Linked DNA regions of Danio rerio: region 1 is linked to region 2. A link is a contact called in public Micro-C data. All regions are on one chromosome and are shown on one strand. Each heading gives the region's core, a stretch centred on a gene start, on an enhancer-like site or on the middle of the called end of the contact. The rest is flanking DNA. Distances are from core to core; before and after follow the strand shown.

Region 1 (7,058 bases), core at 1,676-4,175, 160 kb before region 2:
AAATGACAAAGCGACTAGCGTCAAAGTGACAAATGACAAAGCATAAATTAACAAAGCGATAAGTGACAAATCGAAAAGAGACAAACTACAAAATGACAGGTGACAAAGCGACAAATGACAAAGTGACAGCGAGAAAGCGTCAAGTGTCAAAGCTACAAGAGTCAAAGTGACAAATCAACAAACAACAAAGCGACAAGCAACAAAGCAACAAACGACCAACTGACAAAGCTTCAAGCGTCAAAGTGTCAAGTGTCAAAGCGACCAAGCGACAAACTACAAAGCAACAAAGTGACAAATGACAAAGCAACAAGTGAACTAACTAGAGACTTAGTGACAAAGCGTTGTGTCAAATCGACAACGACAAAGCGTCATGTCAAAGCAACAGCGACAAAGGGTCAATCGTCAAATCGACAAACAAAAAAGCGACAAAGTGACCTAGTGACCAAGCATCAAGCATCAAAGCGTCCAGTGTCAAAGCGACAAAAACAACAAAGCAACAAGTGACCTAACGACCAAGCAACAAAGTGCCAAAGCCACAACGCGTCAAAGCAACAAGCGACAAAGCAACAATCGACAAAGCAACAATCGACAAAGAGATAGAGCCATGAAGCCATTCATTTTAACAGAGAGTGAGCGACTTCCGGCACCCTCCATCTACGTGAGCGACTGTTGGTGACTAGGTGGGCTTTGAGAATCCTTCACCTTTATACATATGAAGAGCGACTTTCTTGAGCAACAGCCAATAGGAGCATCAGTAAAGCTCACGTGATCCTCGCTCAGCTCGCTCAGAGGCCGATTGTGTTTGTGCTGTATAGACCCACACAGACCAGAGTTTAAAGTAGGTCGCCACCCAGAGCGACAGGCAGCTACAAAGTTGCTGCTAGTGTAAATAAGGCATGTGTGTGTGTGAATAAGAGTGTATATGAATGTTTCGCAGTACTATTTTGCAGCTGGAAGGGCATCCACTGTGTTAAACATATGCCAGAAAAGTTGGCGGTTCATTCCGCAGTGGTGACCCCTGAGAAATAAGGGACTAAGCCAAAGGAAGACGAATGAATCAATGTTACAAACTGCCAACCTGACATAGGAAAACCTAAAAGAAGCCAACGGTTACCGGTTTCCAACATTTTTCAAAATATCTTCTTTTGTGTTCAACAGAAGAGGGAGACTCAAACAGGTTTACAAAGGGTGAAGGGTGAGTAAATGATGACAGAATCTTCAGTTTTGGGTGAACTGCGCCTTTAAACATGCAGAATTAATGTAATAGTGTGACAAGAGAAGGGAAAACAGACAAGAGTTAAGCAGAAACAGAAGAGGAGTGAGACAGAGGTGTACTGAGCTATTCTGGGACTGTGTGTGTGTCCGGGAGAAATTGATCAGATTAATGTGGGGCAGAGAGAAAGAAGGAGAGAGAGAGAGAGAATAATAGACACTGCACTGTCAGCAGGTTTGAAATACGAGCGTCTGTTTCGCCAAAAACTCCCCGCATCTCTCTCTGGAGTCCAAGCTAACCGCTTCAGCAGCTGCCTGTGGTGACGAGCGCAGCCAAAACACTCTACACACACACTACACATATACGCATATGCACTCATACACACACACTCTCTCTCTCACACACAAACACTCTCTCACTTTCTTTGTCACACACACACACCACACAAACACACATATGAACACACTCTCTCTCTTTCACACAAACTTAATAGCTCGTTCACTCAATTACACACACACACACACACACACACACACACACACTCTCTCACTTTTCACACGTGCATACACACACGTACAGTGCACAGACATAAACTCACACACATACACTCACGCACACAAACAAACACACTCTCTACCTTTCTCTGTCACACACACCTGACCACACAAACTCACATGCATACACTCTCTTTCACACACACACACACACACACACACACACACACTTACTTACTCACTCAATCACTCACACACACATGCACACACTTTCTCACATTCATACACTCTCTTTCTCTCTCTTGCACACACACACACACACACACACGCACGCACGCGCACGCACGCACACACACACACGCACATGCACATGCACATGCACATGCACGCACGCACACACACACACACTCTCTCTCTCCTTCATACACACACACCACACATTCATTCACTAAATCACACACACATGCACACACTTTTCCACACTCACACACTCTCTCTCTTTCGCTCTCTCTCTCACACACACACACACACACACACACACACACACACACACACACACACACACACACACACACACACACACACTCTCTTTCTCTCTCTCACTCTCTCACACACACACACACACACACACACACACACTCACATTAGAGGTGCTTTCTTATACACACATACACACTCGCACTCTCTCTCACACACACACACATACACTCTTTCTCTCTTTCTCTTTGTCTCACTTGCATGCACACGCACGCACACACACACGCACGCACGCACACACACACACACACACACACACACACACACACACACACACACACACACACACACACACACACACACACACACACACACACACACACACACACACACATACAAACACACACACATACACACAAACACACAGAGATACAGAAATGTTTAAAATATGGAATATGCTTACATCATCAAATTAATCCAAAAATATAAAAGAAAAATAAATGACAGAAAACAGCAGAAAAAAGGAAAAAGAAGACAAAATCTATTATTAATTATAATAACAAGTATAAATAGTGTAGATTATGTAAACAAGGCACACACACACACACCCACACACGCATTCTTTCTCTTTCTTTCACCCACACACATACATTCTCTCTCTCTCTCTCTCTCTCTCGCTTGAGTGTGGCGTGGCTGCAGTGGACAGGAGAGGGCGACAGACAGCACAGCTAATAATGAGCAAGAACAGAGGAATGATCCCAAACTGTTCTGGTAGGAAGCCCAGAGTACAGCACGTTCCTCTCAGTGCACCAAAACATCATGATTCCTTGTTCTGTCCTGCCATTTTGAACACACATGCAACACTTTCTCTCTCACACACTGCATGTACGGACACTTTCATGGAAACATATTTCAGATATTGCATATTAATTGAACAAATATGTGTGTACAAAATGTGTGTAGATTTGTATGATTATGCTCATATACACTACCTGACAAAAGCCTTGTCGCCTATTCAAGTTTTAGGAATAACAATAAATAACTTCTGCTAAATGTAAATGTAAACTTCTAGTTGATCATTTCCGATCAGAAGTAGCTTATAGGAAAGGCAAAGGCCTCTAGATTATGTTTATTTTACCAAAATACAATATGATCATGTCTTGATTTTTTTAATTATTTAATTAGGACAGTAAGGGCTGACTTTGCTTAAACAAAAGTCTTGTCACTTAACAGAAATAATGTCCAGTATAGACCAGTGGTTCTCAAACTTTTTTCACCAAGTACCACCTCAGAAAAAAATAGTCTCTCTAAGTACCACCATTATGACCAGTATTGAAATAAGGTAGCGTAGTTATCCAATTTAAGCAGCTACAGCACTGCACAGTAGTGATGGGAAGTTCGGATCATTTTACTGACTCGGATCTCGATCAAGAAGAACAAATCTTTTTTCGAGTCATTTCGTTCATTTGGTTCAATTTGGCAAATTGTTAATAAATGTTACAAATTGCTTCCAAACACTGATACAACTAGCCCAAAAGGTTGATCACACGACAAATAAGTCAAAAAAAGAATTCTATAAGAAGGAGAAAATGATACTTCAATGTTTACCTGCTCGTTTGTCAATGAAGGCATTTTTGTCTCTTTACTCAGCTCACCTCTTCATGTCTTCTAATGTCAGGGGTTCGTTCATATTAAACTGGCAGTCACATATAATTTTAACCAATGTACACAATCTGAGCCGATAGGAGCCATGATAATTAGTTCACCTTTCAAGTCTTGAGTCATTCGTTATTTACGTGACAGAATGACTCAAACCCGAGGACTCGAGAGAAGAGCGGTTCAATACTTTTTCCGGCTCTAAACGCGTATGATTGGCCCGTGATGAACGAGTGACTCAGACCCGATAGAAGACTCGAGAAATGAACGAATCAAATCTTTTTCCGGCTCTAAACGTGTATGATTGGCCCGTGATGAACGAGTGACTCAGACCCGATAGAAGACTCGAGAGATGAACGGATCAAATCTTTTTTTGGCTCTAAACGCATATGATTGGCCCATAATGAACGAGTGACTCAGACCCGATAAAAGACTCGAGAGATGAACGGATCAAATCTTTTTCCGGCTCTAAACGCGTATGATTGGCCCGTGATGAACGAGTGACTCAAACCCGATAGAAGACTCAAGAGATGAACGGATCAAATCTTTTTCCGGCTCTAAACGCGTATGATTGGCCCGTGATGAACGAGTGATTCAAACCCGATAGAAGACTCGAGAGATGAACGGATCAAATCTTTTTCCGGCTCTAAACGCGTATGATGGCTTCTGCCTTTCCGCGATGAACGACTCGAAATGTGATGAAGACTTGAAATGAACGATACCACCTGCACAAATGTGCGCACGCACGGATGAACGAATCACTCCCTGAGAGGACTCGTAGTTCCCGAGTCATATTGAAGATTCAAATATGTGAAATCAAAATGAACGAATCGTTCATGAACGACCCCTCACTACTGCACAGTTCGAAATAGAAGAGTCATATTCATATTTACAGAATTTTTGATAAATATTTACATATATGTTTTGAAATCTAAACATTAACTGGTATGTAGATTGGTAGGGAACCCTTTTTTCTCAGAGGATGTCAAGCTGAAAAAACATTGCTGCACAAGTTTTATTTATGGAGAATTAAAAAGCACTGCAGAGTTTGGGTGTTCTGGGTTTGTCCGAGATAATTAGTCTAACGAAAATAATGAAGACAAAAGAAAATGAATGAATGAATGAATGAATGAATGAATGAATGAATGAATGAATGAATGAATGAACGAATAATTGAATATTAAAATTATGACTGACAAAAAATGGTTCACTTGTACTAAATAACATATAATACAGACACATTCTTGTGACAGCTTGTGTTAGATTCAAACACACACACAAACTCGCATTATTTTCAAGACTTTGAGGTCTTGTGCTTATTAGGTTTGTTTAAAAATGACATCATCCCAGCTGCTTATGACCTCATAAGCCCAAGACATGAGAAACAGACCAAATGTGATCCGCATTACAACACAAGCTCTCGCAGCAGGAAAGATCGCAAAAGCATTTTAACGAACCAGCATGAAGCACACCACAAAAACGACAGAATATCAGACTTAAGTCAAGACCACAAAAGCCACATGCATGTGCTCGCAAACACACACACACACACACACACACACACACACACACACACACACACACACACACAAACACACACAGTCAATGTCTGCCCATTCTCAAAATGTAAAAAAAAAATAAAAACCAACCACAGAAACCGAAGCATCCAGTGACACACACACAGTGGCAGCGTCTGGAGGCCTTTAAGATCAGGGCCAAAATCAACAGCTCTAAAAAGCGTCTACCGCTGCGTTTTTCCTGTGTTCCTTTCATCCGTCAGCATTCGCTCCTTCGTTTCTGCCTTTTGCCATCACTCAACTCGACTTTCACTTCTCTGTCTGATGATAATGACGTTTACAGTTGGGTTCAGGTTGTGTTTCCTCAACTGCGGCATTGACAGACGAACTGTTTAGACTGTGTTTTTGCCGGGAAAGTTTGATTTGGAATATAGCTGAACCGAAACGTCTGCTCAAATGTTTCTTTCATGTTCGCCTTCATTCGTGCAGGGACAGCTCATTCATTCCTAATTACATACACACTGTGAAAAGACATCAGTTGACTTTACTTCAAAAAAGATGAGTAGTAAACTTTTCTCCACTGTTTTTTTATTTCTTTAAATAGGCTTATTTTACGGCTGAAACTCATTTCATTTCATGACTTTTACAATTTTTGAAATCATTCAGCTGGTCTCATAGTGTGGCAGAAGCACTTTTACCTTCCCTTACGAAAACAACTGCAGTAAACTGAAGCAAAACTGCAGTATAAAGAAGTATAACTGCAGTACAATTAAGTACAATTGCAAAAGACACTGAAGTATAGGTGAAGTTTATTTATAAACTAATTTCGAGAGTATCAAGTGCTTATGATTGCTTGCAGCTGGCCCTGCATTATTTAATTTACGATTCACCAATCAGACGATTCCTAAGCCACTATAAAAACTATGAGTTCAATATAACAGCCATCTTCATTTTGAGAATCCCCCCTTCCGCCCCTACTCCCCCTCCTTTCCTAGATGGGTGGCACGGTGGCCCAGTGGTTAGCACTGTTGCCTCACAGCAAGAACGTCACTATTTCTAGTCCTTACCAAGCCAACCGACGTTTCTGTGTGGAGTTTACACGTTCTCCCCATGCTCACGTGGGTTTCCCCTGGGTTCTCCGGTTTCCTCCCACTGTCAAAAAAGCTTGCAACCTAAGTTAATTGACTTATTCAAACCGGCACCAAAGACATGCTCCTAGTAAATAGTTATCTCTTAAGAGCAATCACTTTCTGTTCACTAGCTACTACAGCAGGGGAGTTCTCAAGATCTACCTAAGCTCAAACTCCCCTTTCGCCTTGCAAATGGGAGGGAGCCCCAGGCTCGAGGATCTAATAAGCTCAGGGCTCTCTCCCGGGACAGCATGCCAAACAAGCTTTATAATCAATCATCAGCTAAGTGTGAACTCTTGAAACAGTTAAATAAATTAAATAAATTATATATATATATATATATATATATATATATATATATATATATATATATATATATATATTTTTTTTTTTTTTTTTTTATTTATTTATTTATTTATTTATCTATATATATATATCTATATCTATATCTATATATATATATATATCTATATATATATATATATATATATATATATATATATATATATATATATATATATATATATATATATATATGTATGTGGGAGTATTTGGGCTTTTTCTTCAATAA
Region 2 (6,926 bases), core at 4,305-6,804:
ACAAGAATGTGGAAAAAATGACACAAATAAGCAACCCACCCCCCATCAGCCCTTCTGCTCCCTCTTTCGCTCTCCCTCTACTTTTTCCCCCCTCTCTCCTCTTTAACGTGTTGACCAGCTGTGGTACATTCTTTCCACCTTATCCCGTGGGTCAAGCAAATCATTTCACCATCTCTTTCTCTCAGACTACAGAAGAAGTGCGTGTGCGTTCACATTTGTGAGTTGCCTTAAAGAGGGGGGTGAAGGAATAAAAAAAACAAAACAAAGAAGCATGAATGAGTTAGTTTATCCAGAAACGTGCAGATTTAGAGAGCCGAGGAAAGATATTGGCCAAAAGAATGAGAGAATGCAAGCGTTAGTGTCAACCGAGCTGTCGGCTCCACAGCATCTCCTTTTTTTATAGCGTAAAGAGATTCATTGCTTATGGTTGCAGCGACTAATTGTATTCCCTAGTTTTTCCCATGTCCTCTGTGCACAAACAAAAAGCAACAGATGAAAGAGTTTCTTGGCCTCTATTCCAAATATATAATCATGTAAGGGAGTGGATGATGCATGTCTCATGAGTAACACTGCGTATGAACTCAAAAAGCACCCAAACATAATTAGGAATCATAAATTTAAAACGTAAAAATAAAATAAAAGCATGAAGGTTGAATGGAAACATTAAAGCAATGCATACTCGGTACAGATTTAGATTATAATCACATTTGTTGTGCTTGTGACTGAAGACCTTTTTTAACAAACAAATGCATTGTGGGAAACACGATAAAGCAGAAGAAGAAAGAAATTAAAAAACAGATGCCGCCTGTGAGGTAGTGATTTGATTTGCAGTGCTTGTCACATGACCCCTCTGTGAAGTTTGAGGAACATCTGCCCACTAGTGGCCACAAAAAGCACTGCAGATATAAACTCTCCTGGTCCCCATACGAACCCTTTACTCACACTTACAGAGCACACCAGCTCTGGATATGCCAAACACATTTATTCTGATATTCATTTACAAATTGGTTTTGCCGTTCAACTTGATTATGTTTGAATGCTGCTTAAATCTTTTTATAAACATTGATTTACAACTGAAGTCAAGATTATTAGCCCTTGTGTGAATTGTTTTATTTTTTTTTTTATTTCCCTAAATATGATTAACAAATCAAGAGATTTTTTACAGTATTTCCTATAATATTAATTATTTGTTTTATTTCAGGCTAGAATAAAAGCAGTTTTTAATTTTTGAAAAACTATTTTAGAGTCAATATTATTAGCCCCCTTTAGTAATATTATTGTCTACAGAACAAACTATCGTTATGCAATGGCTTGCCTAATTACTCTAACTTGCCTAAGTAACCTAGTTAAGCCTTAAAATGTGACTAATATCTAGACAAATATCTAGTCAAATATTTAAGTGCTGTCATCATGGCAAAGATAAACGAAATCGCATATTAAAACTATTATCTTTAGAAATGTGTTGTGAAAAATTATACAGGGGGGCTAAATAACTCTGATTCCAAATATACTCCTGTAAGACTTATTAAATTGCACTATAGCTTTAGATTGCGAATTGATCCATCTTATGTAGCTATATGATGAAATACTTTTCATCACATTTCGTTAACACTCTGAAACACTCTTGTTTACGAAACCAGGGGAGGAGACACGGCTGGTTTCCTTAACTGGATGTCGTTGTGAGTTAATGGTTTCCAAATGGGTGCAGGAGAGGTGTTTGTGCATGTCTCTGGAGGTGAGACGGAAAAAAAAAAGTGTGTCGACTGGAAACAGGATTTCCTCCAGCCAGCTGTCAGGATTCCCACCCACCCACTCACTCAGAGACACTCCAGAACTGGGTTTAAGTTCTGGAATCGTAACCGTTTCGGCCTGACAGTATTTTAAGGAGCAGAATCAGTCGTGAGAATTTGGAGGAGGCATGACACAAGCTAATATTCATCCTCATTTCACCGGCTGGATTTTTCTTCTCAGAATGTTCAAGTTTGTCCTCTGGCCTTGCTAAAACATTTAAATAATATGAATTATTAGAAATAAATTGTTTGCTTGGACAGTGAGTTTAAAACAAATCTTTGACAACAGAGTTCTGTGATTGACCAATCAGATTCAAGTATTCCAGAGTATAGGCTTCTGCTGCTATCAAACTTTCTTGTTGTGATTAGTTGCTGATCACAATATGGAGTGTATGATCACAATATTGAGGTATGATGATCACAATATTGAACCTACAGTAATATGCAAAAACACATATAACTTAAAAAAATATGTTGTATATTGATTTATTATACATACAGGTTTAGAGTTTTTCGGATAAGACGTTAAACCGAGGTCTCGGGTAGGGGATTAATCCTGGCATCCTGGCCAAATTTGCCCACTGGCTTCAGTCCATCATGATCTGCTAACCATCCCCATATCATAATCGACATCATCACTCTGTCTTCTCTCCACCAATCTACTGGTGTGTGGTGTGCGGTCTGGTGCAATATGGCAGCCGTCTTGTCATCCAGATTGATGCTGCACACTGGTGGTGGATGAGGAGATTCCCAGTAAAACTGTTTAAAGCAAAAAAACAAAAGGCATATGAACTGTCACATAGTTTACTGTCCTTGGCCAGATTAACATGTGAAAATTTATGTTTGAAAAGAAACAACCTACTGAGTCTTCGAGCAATATTGTTACAGCAATCTGAATATTATTAAAGGTCCTGTGAAGTGCTTTGAAATGTGCAGTTGTGTTTGACGTAATCTTAATTTTACAATGAAGGCGGCGGGGACATGGAGTAGCTCCTCCCCTTTTTATAAAACAGCCAATAGCATTTTGCTTTATCACCGCTCTGCCAGTGAGAGTGGTTGAGCTCAAGCGCATCAAACGAAATGAGAAGCGTCTTGAAGGGGGTGGGGCATGTCAGAAATTAGAGAGAATTTGATTGGTCAAGATTAGATGAGATGAAGTATGAGGTGAAGAGAAACAAATCATTGATCGATTTAGACGGAAGTGACAAACTGCAAGCTTTGGATTTTTATATGTTTTAAATTTTCTAAATGTGAATTTTGTCATTGTTTTGGAGCACCTTAGCTTACACTCCTTTACTCACACTTACAGAGCACACCAGCTCTGGATATGCCAAACACAAAAATTCTGATATTCATTTACATATTGGTTTTGCCGTTCAACTTGATTATGTTTGAATGCTGCTTAAATCATTTTATAAACATTGATTTACAACTGTATTCACGATTATTAGCCCTTGTGTGAATTTTTGTTTCTTTTTTTTTTATTTCCCTAACTATGATTAACAAATCAAGAGATTTTTCACAGTATTTCCTATAATATTAATTATTTGTTTTATTTCAGGCTAGAATAAAAGCAGTTTTTAATTTCTGAAAAACTATTGTAGAGTCAATATTATTAGCCCCCTTAAGTAATATTATTGTCTACAGAACAAACTATCGTTATACAATGACTTGCCTACAATGACTTTTATAAAACAACCAATAGCATTTTGCTTTATCACCGCTCTGCCAGTGAGAGTGGTTGAGCTCAAGCGCATCAAACGAAATGAGAAGCGTCTCTAAGGGGGTGGGGCATGTCAGAAATTAGAGAGAATTTGATTGGTCAAGATTTGATGAGATGAAGTATGAGGTGAAGAGAAACAAATCATTGATCGATTTAGACGGATGTGACGAACTGCAAGCTTTGGATTTTTATATGTTTTAAATTTTTCTAAATGTGAAATTTGTCATTGTTTTGGAGCACCCTAGCTTATAGATATCCTTGAAATTAACAGACTGAAAGTAACATCTAAACATTTTTATTTTTATTTTCTGGCACATTTTAAAAGTTAAAGCAATAATAATCATTCACAAAATTTTGAAGGGCCCATGATATAAATATTTAGCATGTTCAATATCACAATATATATATTGAGTTATTATTGATTTTTGATACGTAGCCCTATATTTATTTCAGGAGACTGCGAAATACAACCCAGGAGGTGCGTCTTACTTGCACTTTTTGTTTTCACAAATCCACCAGAGGCTGTGGTATATGCCTTTAAAGATCTCAAATATCTCTCTAGATTGCCATCCGCGCCTGTTGTTCTCGTTTAAATCCACCAGAGGCCACTGTCGACTGACTGACTGATTGACCCACCCACCGTCTTCCCTAAACCCATCCGATAGTGTTTTTAATAGCGATCCCAAACGAGAAAAGTCCTTGCAGCCGATTTAATGTTACCACGCTTTCAGATCTTACAACATTCTCACCCTGTCGTTTAGTTGTTTATTTTATTTTTTTGCCTTTTGTTTTACCTGCTTTCTGGGACCGTTCTTCGCCAGACTCAAACCTCATCGTTGTGGTCAATTTTGCTCTGGGTCTAAAGTCCACCGACGTATGCAGCAAGCTACGGGGTAAACTGATGACAGCGGAAAGCAGTCCACACCAAGGTAATCGGTCAGTTGGTAGCGCAAAAACAAACAGAAGCTGTTGGTGGCATCTAGCTGTCTGCAACTCTCACACGGTCGCCCACTGAAGCTAGGCAGGGCAGTACCTGGATGGGAGACCACATGGGAAAGCTAGGTTGCTGCCGGAAATGGTGTTAGTGAGGCCAGCAGGGGGCACCCACCTGCAGTCTGCATGGGTCCTGATGCCCCAGTAGAGCAACAGGGACTCTATACTGCTCAGTGAGAGCCGTCTTTCTAATGAGACGTTAAACCGAGGTCCTGACTCTCTGTGGTTGTTAAAAATCCCAGGATGTCCTTCGAAAAAGAGTAGGGGTTTAACCCTGGCATCCTGCCCAAGTCTACCCACTGGCCTCTGTCCATCATGGTCTCTTAACCATCCCCATATTATAATTGGCTTCATCATTCTCTCCTCTCTACCAATCAGCTGATGTGTGGTGTGCGGTCTGGTGCAATATGGCTGCCGTCGCGTCATTCATATGGATGCTGCACACTGGTGGTGGATGAGGAGATTCCCCCTATGTGTAAAGTGCTTTGAGCGCCCAGAAAAGCAGTATATAAACGCAAGGAATTATTATTATTATTATCGTACCACCCCAAAGCATTCATTTTAAAGACAAAATGCAGTCAGACGTACCTTTGGCTATATAGTTTGCACTCTCTAGAAATGCACATGGGGGTACATGTTTAGAAGGAGCCTGTGTTGCTGTATCATGTACAGTTAAAGTCCAAATTATTCGCCCTCGTGTGAATTATTACTATTTTTTTTTCAAGTATTTCCCAATTGAGGGTGACTAATAATTCAGGACGGCTAATAATCCTGAATTCAACGGTAGATTTAAAACAGCTTTGTTCAATATTGCAAGACATCCCATCAACAAGAGATCCAACACCTTCATAGTTCATACTCTTGATTTTACCTAAAAGCCCACCTCCATTTCTCTCTGCTTTCCTCTCCTCTCCTCTCTCTATACGAAGTGCTGGTGAAGATTCGCCAAGATCGTTTGTACTTTTCCCTCACGTTCCTGCTGTTCTCCCTCTCTCTGAAACTTGAGCGTTTCCAGATGCGCGCTGGAACGGAGGGGTGGTGATGTCATCATGGGCTCTGCTTCCTGCACCGTCTCTGCATCCAAAAATCAGACAAACACACACACACATATATATACACAGGCCAAAGAGGAAGATATGGATGGGGGAACATTTGCCTTGGATGTAGAGAAGGGGAGGAAACAAAGAGAAAGCATGATATATGGTTTTGCAAAGCAGCCTTAAGAGTGTGAAGACATGTCCTCTCTCCCAAACTACATCTACAAATACAGACCTGCTAATACAACGCCACCTGAAAGAGAATATAAATACGGCGAGGAGCTGTTGTTGGTGTTGGGAGATTTGTTGCCGTTGACAGTTTACTGACCTTCAAGTCAAATCACTCCTAAAAATAAAGGGATAGTTCACCCAAAAGCGAAAGTGGACTTCAACTGTATGTGAATAGTGAGTATATGTTCATTTACTGTACGATGAGCTATCCCTTCAATTCTGAATTAATTTTCAAAGTCTTACAATGAGCACTCAAGCACACGGGTGTCCAAAGTAGTTGCTCGAGGGCCTTTAGTCTGAAGAGTTCAGCCTTATTAAACATGCCTGAACCAGCTAATCAAGGTCTTCAGACTCATTAGGGCCCAATTCCAAATTGCACCTTAAACCCTTGAGGTCTTTCTCTGCATGTCTGTGATGTAATGCTACTTTGGCTGTCTTTGAAAAGCCTGTGCACAACAAAACACAATAATGAAGAGCAACTCAGCAACTTCATATTTGTAAGTCGCTTCGATTTAAAAAATGACTTTTGCTTCTCATTCAAACTACTTATTTACAATGATGAAACAATTTTTTACATTTTTTGGGACAACTTAATTGTTTTATGTTTAATTCACTTAAATTTGTGAAAAGCATTAAGTTAACTTAATCGATTTGTGTTGAGACAACATGAAGGAATTGTGTGAAACCCGACATTTTTTATAGTGTTGGACAAAAGAGTCAGCTAATTGAATTAATTAATTCATTTTCATCTGCTTGTCTGGGGTCGGGCGTGGGGGCAGCAGTCTTAAGGCTGATTTATACTTCTGCGTCAAGCGCACGCGTATGCTACGGCGCAGCCTACGCGTTGACGCACAGCCCTATGCCGTGGCCGTAGGCATCGCTGACGTGCACCTCTCAAAAAATGTAACTACATGTCGCACTGACGCGTAGCGCAAGCTCTGTGATTGGTCGGTTTGGTAGCGCTGACGAGTCTGGGCTGCACTGAGAGCCCAGATATTTTTCAATATACTAGTATTCCAGCCTGATCTCATGAGAAAACGCAAGTATTTTACGTTTTGGCAGTTTAGTGGCTAATTCGTACGAATTCGTACGAGTTCAGTCGTAAGAAAATGTACGAATTTAAAAAGGAGGCGTGGCACCTAACCCCACCCC

Evidence for each region. Hi-C and Micro-C count contacts between places; a contact is called where the count stands out from the background.
Region 1: a Micro-C map of caudal fin shows a contact between it and region 2, with 4 times the contacts expected there. The contact joins two enhancer-like sites. A contact is called at or near these places in 2 of 18 Hi-C or Micro-C datasets (caudal fin and an unstated tissue).

What each region holds. Positions count from the first base shown.
Region 1 is chr21:7,867,893-7,874,950 of GRCz12tu, reverse strand. All of the region lies in intron 4 of col5a1 (procollagen, type V, alpha 1), which reads right to left. Among named protein-coding and RNA genes, the nearest start is that of col5a1, 87 kb to the right of the region's middle. Within about 2 kb of position 2,925, at least 11 of the 62 cell types and tissues checked have an H3K27ac peak or open chromatin away from gene starts, as enhancers often do.
Region 2 is chr21:7,711,124-7,718,049 of GRCz12tu, reverse strand. It overlaps LOC137488861 (a long non-coding RNA gene), which reads right to left. Exons shown (of 12, transcript XR_012397134.1): 3 at 5,390-5,580; 4 at 2,290-2,549. Among named protein-coding and RNA genes, the nearest start is that of cenpt, 53 kb to the right of the region's middle. Within about 2 kb of position 5,554, at least 16 of the 62 cell types and tissues checked have an H3K27ac peak or open chromatin away from gene starts, as enhancers often do.